Linked DNA regions of Zea mays: regions 1 and 2 are each linked to region 3. Evidence: chromatin contacts called from public Hi-C data. All regions are on one chromosome and are shown on one strand. Each heading gives the region's core, a stretch centred on a gene start, on an enhancer-like site or on the middle of the called end of the contact. The rest is flanking DNA. Distances are from core to core; before and after follow the strand shown. Region 1 has its middle 6.1 kb from the start of LOC111590722. Region 2 overlaps LOC103643876 (a long non-coding RNA gene). Region 3 overlaps LOC100285985.

Region 1 (3,608 bases), core at 1,003-3,502, 500 kb before region 3:
CTATTTCTCTCCGGCCCTTCCGGTCCCTTTCCTTCCATGAAAATAAAAAAAATCCCCACATGAAACTAAAGAAACAAACCGGCCATTCATTCAGTCCGCGACGAAAAGAAAAAGAAAAGGGCACCACCTTAAAAAAACATGACTAAGAGCTTATTCGGTTATTCCCAATACACATGTATTAGATGAGATTGGAAAAAATTAAGAAAAAGTTTGACTTTTGGAGATTCAAACTCATCCAATCTCACTCAATCCATATGGATTGAGAGCTAACCGAATAAGCACTAAGTGTAAAAATAAGGACACCAGCAAAATTAAAGGTACCACTAAAAAAACAAAAAGAAAAATGCTGTCCCTGTCTCCCAAGATAGAAAGCTAGCTAGACTGAAGAGAAAAAAGAAGCTAGGGTTAGCATCCGTTAAGTTAACCACACGATCGATCGACTGACAGATGTCACAATGCTTCGACAGTCCTTTCAGGCGCGCGGCGGAATGTTCGATCCACAGTCCACACACACACACTCGGCCGGCGGCCGTTCTAATTCCCATCGAGATGCGATCTTATCTCCATCCGCCGCAGCAAACATTCTTCCCCCTTTCTCCGGCTTCACCCTTTCAGCGAGACATACTGGCGAACACCTCGCATCGTCGCCAAATTGCACTGCCGGCGCCTGTACGTGAAAAGCAGCGGGCAGCGGCCAGCGGTGGCCTCTCCTCCTTCCACTCGATCACATGCATGTATACTGCCTGTGAAATGGACGCTGCAGCTGCGAATGTAAAGACGCGAGAGCTAGCCACAACTAGTGGCGCCGGCCGGGGATTCGTTCTTCGCGAGTGACTAGTAGCGTGAGCTAGCTAGCTGCTGCATGTGCTCAGCAGAGAGAGGGACCAGGAAAAAGGCGCCTCTAACTCCTGTCCTGCAAAGGTAATGTGCGCTGGTTTTGCCCCCGGGTGAATCCTGTGGATCGGTGAATGGTGACGACGGCCACGGCCTCGTTTAGTCCAGGCTGCCATCGAATTTGTGCTGCGCCCGTGATTTAGACCGCGTGAACGTACGAGACAGTAGCCTAGCTAGCTTGTCGCGGCACACAAAGCTTTATTAATTAGAATATGTGTTTTTTCTTTGGCATCTCATCTCTGCAGCAGTTAACCTTGACAAGACCACACACACGCATATATGTGTATGTGCTATTCATCGACTATTCGACTGGGCATTGTGCACTACGGATCATTGCGAGGACGAACAATCTACTACTCTATATGTGGCTACAACGAGACCCAGGAGATGGAGGAGCGCCGCTGCGGCCCCGTAGGCAGACGATAGGATCGCCAGGCTATGTGGTGATGGAGCGCGAGTAAAAAAGTTCGGGACCGACACCGACCTGCGAGCGGCAATCGAAGCCCAGCCATATACTCCAGCTCCACCTTTCGTCTCGACGATCAACTCACAGTTTTACAAACGGGCGGATGTGCGGTGTGTGCAAACGTGGAATAATATTATAATAATAATCACCGAATAAGAACTGTTACAGGCACTGACGATATAGGGGTGCGTGCGTGCGGTCCAAGCAACCGAGCACCGAGCAGGGGATTCTGACCGGTCGGTTCAGAGAGAGTTTTCTACTGGCCGGCCGGAACCGAAACGTAAGCTAGATTCTCTAGTAGTAGAATATTAACGTTAACCCGGTGGCGATGGCGTCACAAATTCCGTCTCCTTAGCATATGGCAATAGCCTTTATTTGGAGTGACCTACTATCCCAATAAGAAAAAGAAACCACCGTGTTTATGGCCGCTGTCTAGAGTCGGCCATGGCAACCCGGATGTCTCAAGTTATTCAGACCAGAGTAAAGTCGCTTGACCTGATTACCTGAATTTTAAGCCGATTTGTTTTCGAATTGGTTTTTGAACTGAAAAAACTTTGAGATGAACACAGAAACCCGAGAGAGAGAGAGAGAGAGAGAGAGAGTTCCTTAAACAACTTACGTCTAAGATGTCTACGTACTATCATATCGTATATGGATCGAGCTGAGTACATACGCATCGAATAAATCGTACTCCAACGGTCACGATCGCCGGCCGGACCATGCGGTGCGGCCCACACGGGCTTCAATCAAAGGGAGCTTCATCCAGCGGCCTTTCGCAGGCCTCGCGCACGCGTTTCGCGCGGCCGAAATCGATGGCCCCGCTCCGCTCTGGTTCACGTCACGTGAAGCCAGGTCGAACGGCCGTGTTCCAAGGCCACACGAAGCCCGCGTCTAACGGGCCCAGTTAAGCAAGCCGCACATGACGTTGTGGTTGTTGCCCTGCGCGCACGGCGGGACAGTTTGGTGGCCCGCCGTCAAGACGCAGCCCAGCCCGCTCATTGTTTCTCGGCACAGCCCAACCAGTTTTCTCCACGGTCCGAGCAACCGGTGCTTGTTCTTGTTCCGACGAAGAACACAAAACATTTATTTATTTTAGACAGCACAAGGAAGGTCTGATTTCAGCGATCCACGGCTATTGCAAAATCGGCTCCGGATTTTCACACATCTGTAACGAAGTGCTAAATACTGTACCCTCTAAATTCCAATGTTTATTTTTCTCTCTAAGTGCGTAGCTTTTGCGATGTATTGATGTAAAAATCAGTCGCACTAGCTAGGTCTAGATTGTCGTGGTGGTCGCTATGGATAAAAAAACACATCATATAACTATCGTACAAGCAGCTAGATTTACAAGTACAACCGTTTGATATGCCTTGATTTGTAAATAAACAAACCTTGTTTTGTACTAAAGAACCAACCTTTTTTGGTACCGCCGGCTTTTGCTAACCAATATTGGAGTATGCTGATTTGTTTCCAATATTGGAGTGCAAATGGGACTGCCAGTCTGCCACCAATTCAAGGGGCCAGACACCAATTTGACCTCATTCTAGGGGTTTGTTTGTCAAATCGAGCCTCATATAGAACCAACCCTTAAGAGGCCAAATAGATACAATGCCAAGTATCAGAATTCCTTGGCAAAGGTTATGTGCATGAATCTCTAAGTCCATGTGTTGTTCCTATGCTTTTGATTACAAATAAAGATGGATCTTTACTCATGTGCGTGGATTGTAGAGCAATTAATAACATCACAATCACATGATGTCACCGTACCCCTAGCTAGTCTAGATGATATGCATGTTGAATTGAGCGGCTCTTTGGTGTTCTCAAAATTTTATTTTGTGTAGTGGTTACCACTAGATTCACATGAAGTTAGGAGATGAATCAAAAATTGCATGTAAAACAATGTTCGGTCTATATGAGTTGCTAGTCACACCTTTTGGTCTCACTAATGCACCAAGCACATTCATGAGATTAATGAATGAAATTTTATATCCCTTCATTGGTAAATTTATGGTTGTATATTTTGATGTCATTCTAATATGTAGCAATTCATACAAGGAGCACAATGATCATTTGTGTGCCATATTGTTCACTTATTTGGAAACCTAAAAAAGTGCACCTTTTACACGACTCGAGTCTCTTTTTGTTGGCTATGTTTGTGACACCCTAGAGAATTAAAGTTGAGCAAGCCAGGATCAATGGCATACGAAGCTGGTTGGTTCCTACGATGATCACACAAGTGCGGAGTTTT
Region 2 (3,587 bases), core at 912-3,411, 430 kb before region 3:
AAAAGCCATATATATAGGTCCGTATAGTCAAAGAGACATCAGAATCAGGTTAAAGTGAGACGGTGCATTGGCATCTTAAGTTTGTCAACAAATGTAGCTACCTAGCTTGATGTTAACATAAGGAGTGCATGCTGATTTAAACACTCAGGTGCATGTATTAGCATCAAAGCATGTTTTGTGCATTTTTATGTTTCAAAAGTTTTTTATAAAATCATACGTGTACATCATGTTGAAGCGCACATACCTGCCATAAAACTTGTTTCCTAGTTCATTTTGTAATCAAACGTAATACCCCTTTTATTTTTTTAGTGTGCACATATGAACTTTTGTTGCACAAATGTAAATATCTTAACATATTATGTTTATAGGTATTTAAAAGTTTATTGGAAAAATATGTGTGTGATTTTAAAGAAACGTATAACTGCATCTGGGCGTACAGGTGGTAACTTGTGTGCACGTACGCCACATGCAGTTTCTAGATACGAACACATTTTTCCATTTACAATATAATATGATGGTATGGAATTTATCTGTAATTTATCTATTAATAAGTAATTTATCTGTAGTTTCATGATTTCTACGTTTGAGTTTGATCGATTTTCCTTGTCTGGGTAAATGGTGGTCAATGAAATCTCCAAGGTTTAGTATAAGGGCGAGCAGCAAATATATTAGGGAAATTTGGATCCATACCATTAAAAGATCACCACTTTGGATCCATACCATTACTATCTCACTTACATATGGGTCCACATGAGTCAATGACATGTGGTGTCCATGGTATAAATCTAAAGTTTGGATCTTTTAATGGTATAGATCCAATTGTTCCAATATATTACTAGAGGGCCCCGAGTGACGCATGAATATTAATTAATTGAAACACTCTATATTAAGGTAGATAAATGATAAATCACATGGACAACTAGACTAGTCCTAGCGTATAGTAGTATCGTTTGACAAAGCTGACGATTAAAAGCATTATCCACAACACCACACGAGCACAATGGGGTTTGTTTATCTTTCAGCCCCTTATTGATCTTTGAAGACACATGCTTTGGTTCACTATACTAAATGATTCAAAAACAGTGCAATCGTGAAAACTCCTTGAAACACAAAAATCGAACCGAGGGGTAATACCACCTCCGTGATATCATATCAAGAAGAAAACATTTTCAAAGAGACTCAGAAAACAATAGAAACTCCTAAACTTCTCGAAGAGTGCTACTCAAACCATCTATCCAACTCAGCTACTTATATATATATATGTATATATTTCTTTTAAAATACTCGCTAACATGCAACATCGTTTTATTTCTAAAAAGTTATATGAAAAATGATGAAAAATATCAGATGCTTATGCAAATCACATGAATTTTTCCTTCCAATGCATATAGACCCGAATTTTGTTGTTTATATAAATATTTGCACAGAGTTTGCACCTCAACATTTGCAACAATATAGTTATGTATTTAGGGCATGTTTTGTTTCGTTAGTTCCTAGACTAAACTTTACTTTAAGGACTAAACTATACTCCTGTTTGGTTCTAGGAATTAAAGACCATTAAAACACATGAATAAAGACCAAAATATTCCTTTGGTGCAAGTAATGAATGAGGGGGTGCAAGTAATTAATGAGGGGCGCAGGCAATAATGAGGGCAAATGTTGTCTAGAATTAATACGCACTCAGTCCATTTTAGTTACCCCTCAAGGGACTAGAGACTATAGTGTGTTTGGAGTTTGTCAGTTTAGTCACTAAAAAGGACTAGACAGATGGACTAATTAAAGTTTAGTTTTATATATGGAACCAAACAATAGATGGGCAAAGAATATAGGATGATTGTGACTGTTGACAGTGAGATTATAGTGTTGATTTATATACTTCACTTCCTATTTAACACTTTCTTTCCGGGTGTCCAGAACAGACGACAAATCCTCCATCTATATTTCTCAAAAACCATATGAATGTAACCTGCAATTTCACAAATAAAAAAACAATGGTGATGCGTGGGAAAGCCCACCTATTGTCTTTATGTCGTAGTCCTTCATTGGCCACCTCTTCGCTACCATAACAAGGAACTGCAGTTGACGTGTGACCGCGACAGCAGGCCCTAGCAGTAATAGTAACTGTTGTGCACGTAAATTGTACATCGATTAAAATCCACCCCACGCCATGAAACATCTCAAAGGTCACATGTTGTACCGCAAGGCTTAGGATAAACAGTGTGTGCACATGTATCTAGTCTTGTCATTCTGAAGTAGTAGTACTTTGAATTTTAAAAAAAAATTAAAAACGACCAAAGAAGTTGTATCTATGCAACAAGGCATATTCGTACGTACCACACATCAATATCAATACGTACATTGAGCAGCGCACAGTGCCGAAGAACTGTGCGTTCTGCAGCCAGCCTATACACGAGCGTGATACCAGCTGCGCCTGCACACACCCCCACTTGAATGCAGTATATATAGCGCGGACCACCGAAGGAAACAACTCAATCTGCAGAAGAACGGAGAAATACATAGTTTTATGTTACACAAACCGACAACAATGTCAAATTATTACCTATACATGAATAATATGCTGGCACAAGATGTATATTTCTTCATTTCGTTGTTGAGAAGCACAAATGATTTATCAGTAGATTATTAGTACTCCGATCCCTTTCAAATGTTAGTAGTGGAAAAGATCTAAAAGGATAAAACGATATGGCATAAACAAAAAACAAGCAGCTGCTAGCTAGTGCTTAGTACACTCTTTCACTAAGCGAAATATCATCGGTGCCATATGTTATAAACAAAAAACAATGATTCAGAAGGTCTACTATATATCATGATACAAGCAACGCCTAGCAGTCATGTCCTATGCAATCAATCATATTAGTGCAAGCATATACAATCTAGCAACCTAGTGCATCCGATTAAAATTCAACAGTGGCTGCTATTTTATATTTAACCTCTTTCATCTAAAACCTAGTACCTATTTTATATTAACCCCTTTCATATGAAACCGTTGGATGGTTTAATAGCATGATTGCACCAAATAATAAGTGATTGCACAGGATATATCATTTTAATTAACATATATACATTAAGCTTTGTGTTGCTGTCATCTACCCATGGAAGTGTAACTTCTTCATTTGGTTCACTTCACAAAACCGCTGCAGCTTCTATCTTGAGTCGGAATAAGTTAGTTCTCAGCACGTTTGGTATAAGCCGAAAGTTGTTAATGCCTTGGCATTGGCCATGACCATTATTATAAATACTCAATCAACTCAGTTTTGCAAAGCCAGCTGACTGCTCAGATCAGGTTGAAGTTCCAAGCTGCCGTCCAAGGGTAAGTAATCCGACATACTCCTGTTATAGCTGCTCAAAAGGCATACAGCTGTCCAAGGGTATCCGGAAAAAAATAGCAGTACCATACATATCTGACCTGAGCAATGTAGTACCAGAGGTTTTTTCAGAACAAAAATAGCAGTACGATACATATCTGACCTGATGAATGTAGCACCATAGCTGAGCTCTGGAGTACATGGAACTGCATATGAATGCTGCTGGGCCTGTTCCTCGTATTGCAGTATATAGCTGACATA
Region 3 (3,307 bases), core at 348-2,847:
CCGTGTCCGTCTGCGCTGTGCGTGCCTCCTCGCTCCTCCTCCTCCTCCTGGTGACCACGCGGGCGGGCGAACGACGAGGAAGGGGAGGGACAGGGACAGCCGCAACGACGCACGCGCGGAGACAGGCGTCGTCCGGAGTCGCTGCGGTTTCGGCAGGCGGTAGAGACGTAGACCCCATATACGATCGATCGAGACTGAGGTGAACAATAATGCGACGATTCAGAGCACCGCCACTATATGGGCCATCGCCAGACCGTATTGTTCGTCACTTGGCGAGCTGGCCAGAGAGAGAGAGAGATAGAGAGTCGTTCGAGAACTCGTTTTGTTGTTGTTGTTGTTGTTGTTGTTGTTATTATTGTTGATGATGCTGCGTGTGTTGTGGAATTAAGACCTTGCCGCGGTGTCGAGGGACAGGATGTCACAGGCTCACAGCGACGATGCACCACGAGGTAACCGCCGACTAGCAGACTTTGTAGGCGGCGACGCGCATCGGCGGCATGCCGCCCTTGGCGGTGTCTATGGCGTAGCTGAAGAGGCTGCGCAGGACACAAAGTTATCGGTGGTGATGTAGAGCCTGTGAGTGCATTGGCCCTCACTGTCGCGCGTCCGGTTAGCGTCCATCACGGCGGCGGGTTGCTGAGCAGCATGTCCCTGTTGAAGAATCCGGCGCCGATAAGCTTGTGGTTGCAACGCCGTGTTTTTGGAGGAGCGTTTCCCAGCGGGGGATAGCACTAGGCATCATCGTTTTGATCTTGCACGGGCATATTTTTTTTACTAGTATTTAATAGTTCTCAACCAACGAGAATGACAACTGCAGAGAGAGTACATGCAGACCCGTCTCGTCTTTCAAACCTGAACTGTGGTCACTGCGCAGTTTTTGTTGATGCATTGCACTGCCTGCGTTTGCGTTCGCATGGTCCCGGACCCGGATGAGAAGGGAAGGGAAGGGAAGGAAGGGGGGGCTAACCTAGCCAGCCTAGCGAGAACCACCGGGCAGCAGGATGGAACACGTACGGCGTACCTACCCGTCGCCTCCTGCGCCTCACGGGCGGGCGGGCGGGCTGGGCCCATGCCTCGTGGTCGTGCTGCTCCTGTTGAGAACGTCCGGCCGGCCGGCCCAGTGCGTCCCGCATGATGTTGTCTGTCTGTTCACTTCACGGCTTCAGTTTCGGTGGTGTGTACCTGGTGCTCATCTTTTTCTGGACTCAGGGATATATGATTGTGATCGCACAGAGAAATTCCACGGTACTCGTTGCCCCAAATAATATAAGGCCCTATGTGTGGCCGGCCCCCTGGCAACAACAACAACAATAAAAAAACTCGACGAATATCTTGCGTAGGATTCACAAAAATACTTTTTTTTCTAAAGGGAAATATATATTTACCGAATACTCTGAGAAAAGTACTCGCAGCTTTGCCAACGGCCATTGTGTTCGGTTGATGCCGGAACCTTCCTATCCTGCTGCCCCGCTCGTCGTCGTGCAAGGGGGGCTGTTTTCTTCGCGAAAAAAGGGGTCGGGCTCCGGGTCCCGATCAACGATTAGTTTACGACCACGCACGCACGTACGGCGCGGCGCCCTCCTCCCTCCGTTGGCTAGGGGGCCAGGGCCCAGGGCGGAGTGGTAGTGGAAGCCAAGTCAAAGGACCGCTCCTCCACACCGTGCGGCTGAGGATCGCTTTTTCATTTCCGAGCAACAATGATAGAGAAACGCATTCGGCGCCGGTTGGCCGGTCCCGTCCACGTCGTCGTCGAGGAGCAGCACTGGGCTGGGGGAAGGACGGCGGCACTGCCGTGTTGCCTCGCCCGTGTCGCCCGGCCCCGTACCGGTCAAACCAGCGGCTGTTTCTCGCTGCTGCCAATGATTCCTCCGAGTCCAGGCCACAAACTTTTTTCACGGAGCAACCAGTGATTCTCACGGCGGCTAGCTACTCTGTTCGCCGTGGTGAAACTGTTTGGTTTGATGCTTAAGACGCCACAAGGTGTCTAACCTTTTCATCCAACATTAGCTTTTCGATCTATGTAAGGTACGACGCCTTATGCGTAAACCAAAGAGGCCCGTCTTCCTTCTCGCAGGGCGTCAAATTGTTAGGCCTCGTGCGATATGACGACACGGCGTCGCGCTTAGAACCAGCAAGGGGAATAGAATCTTTGCAAGCTGCACATCCCAGTACTGGGTCCGCACAACATGCAACGTCCAGTGTCCGTAGCTCGCTAGCATTAGGTGAGTTCCACACAATCAGGGTAACGAGCTTAGGTTGGAGCCCGTTAGCGCTCCTGTATATGGCCCAAAACTAACCCAACAGCCTATGCGTAACAACAGCAATCACCGGATCACCCATCCATTGAAACAGGAACTAGCCTCAGCCCTCAGGACCACTTGCACATCCACGCACTGGACGAGGTACCTCTTGTTAAGCAATCCATCAACATACGATTAGGGACGCGTCATTTGACGCAGACAGCCGCTACTATAATACAGGAAATTTCAGTGACGCTGACAGCAACTAGCAAACAACCGAAACTGAAAGGGCTGAAAGGTTCAGCCGGCGAAGCGACTGCGCGTCAGCACATGGCCGCCTAACAGCCTCCACGAGCGACCTCACTGGTGGCAGCCGTTTTCAGAGCGAGCCCGCAAAAAAGCTGCCGCTCAGAACGGCAAGGAGAGATGGGTACAGGTAAGCATGGCAGAAAAAGTTCGATTGGCAAAGCGTCTGAACAAATAATTGGCGAAACTATATTATACATGGTGGGGATGGCGGACACCCGTAAACTGCTTTCCGGTTCCCAAAAAACCTTCTTTATTTTGCTTTTCCAAAACTTTGGGTGGGGAGAGAAACCGCTAAATTGACCCTTAACCTGATCTCAGTGTTGAAATCCGTTCCCACTAGCTCAAACTGTGATCAGCATCCGTCGGTTGAACTCAGGTACTTCAATCCCACCCCTTGTGTGTGCACAAAATATGAGGTTATCATATCTTCATGCAGCTTCATATTCAAGGAAACAGCTTCTTTAACCTGTTGATGGCAACACCAGCCGTCTTGTTCATTGGTTCTAGAACAAGGGCGTGGTTGAAATCTGTAAAATAATATAAGGTCATAATTTGATCCAGTTCATTGGATATTAAACAAACAGACGATTCCTTGCATATAGTATTAACTAAAGGGCAAAAGGCAAGACTGACCATCAACGGCCTCCTTATAATAACCTAGCATCTCCCTTGCAGTGCCTCTCCGTAAATAAGCTTTCACGCTCTGTCAACGATAAATAGATTGGAGTTAGAATATACAGCAAATATCAAACCAATAA

Evidence for each region. A called contact is a pair of places that touch in the nucleus more often than the background predicts.
Region 1: a contact with region 3 is called in a Hi-C map of bundle sheath, with 2.9 times the contacts expected there. The contact joins two enhancer-like sites. A contact is called at or near these places in 2 of 25 Hi-C or Micro-C datasets (bundle sheath and tassel).
Region 2: a contact with region 3 is called in a Hi-C map of ear, with 2.1 times the contacts expected there. The contact joins two enhancer-like sites. A contact is called at or near these places in 2 of 25 Hi-C or Micro-C datasets (ear and tassel).

Annotation. Positions count from the first base shown.
Region 1 is chr1:272,260,104-272,263,711 of Zm-B73-REFERENCE-NAM-5.0, forward strand. No RefSeq gene overlaps it. Among protein-coding and RNA genes, the nearest start is that of LOC111590722, 6.1 kb to the right of the region's middle. Within about 2 kb of position 2,253, at least 17 of the 20 cell types and tissues checked have an H3K27ac peak or open chromatin away from gene starts, as enhancers often do. A contact at or near this core is called in bundle sheath and tassel, where this site is marked.
Region 2 is chr1:272,333,375-272,336,961 of Zm-B73-REFERENCE-NAM-5.0, forward strand. It overlaps LOC103643876 (a long non-coding RNA gene), which reads right to left. Exons shown (of 4, transcript XR_561348.3): 4 at 2,204-3,587. Among protein-coding and RNA genes, the nearest start is that of LOC103643875, 4.3 kb to the left of the region's middle. Within about 2 kb of position 2,162, at least 3 of the 20 cell types and tissues checked have an H3K27ac peak or open chromatin away from gene starts, as enhancers often do. A contact at or near this core is called in ear, where this site is marked.
Region 3 is chr1:272,760,909-272,764,215 of Zm-B73-REFERENCE-NAM-5.0, forward strand. LOC100285985 reads right to left here. Exons shown (of 13, transcript NM_001158873.1): 12 at 3,183-3,252; 13 at 2,704-3,076. The coding sequence ends at 2,994. Among protein-coding and RNA genes, the nearest start is that of LOC103645564, 9.0 kb to the left of the region's middle. Within about 2 kb of position 1,598, at least 19 of the 20 cell types and tissues checked have an H3K27ac peak or open chromatin away from gene starts, as enhancers often do. A contact at or near this core is called in bundle sheath, ear and tassel, where this site is marked.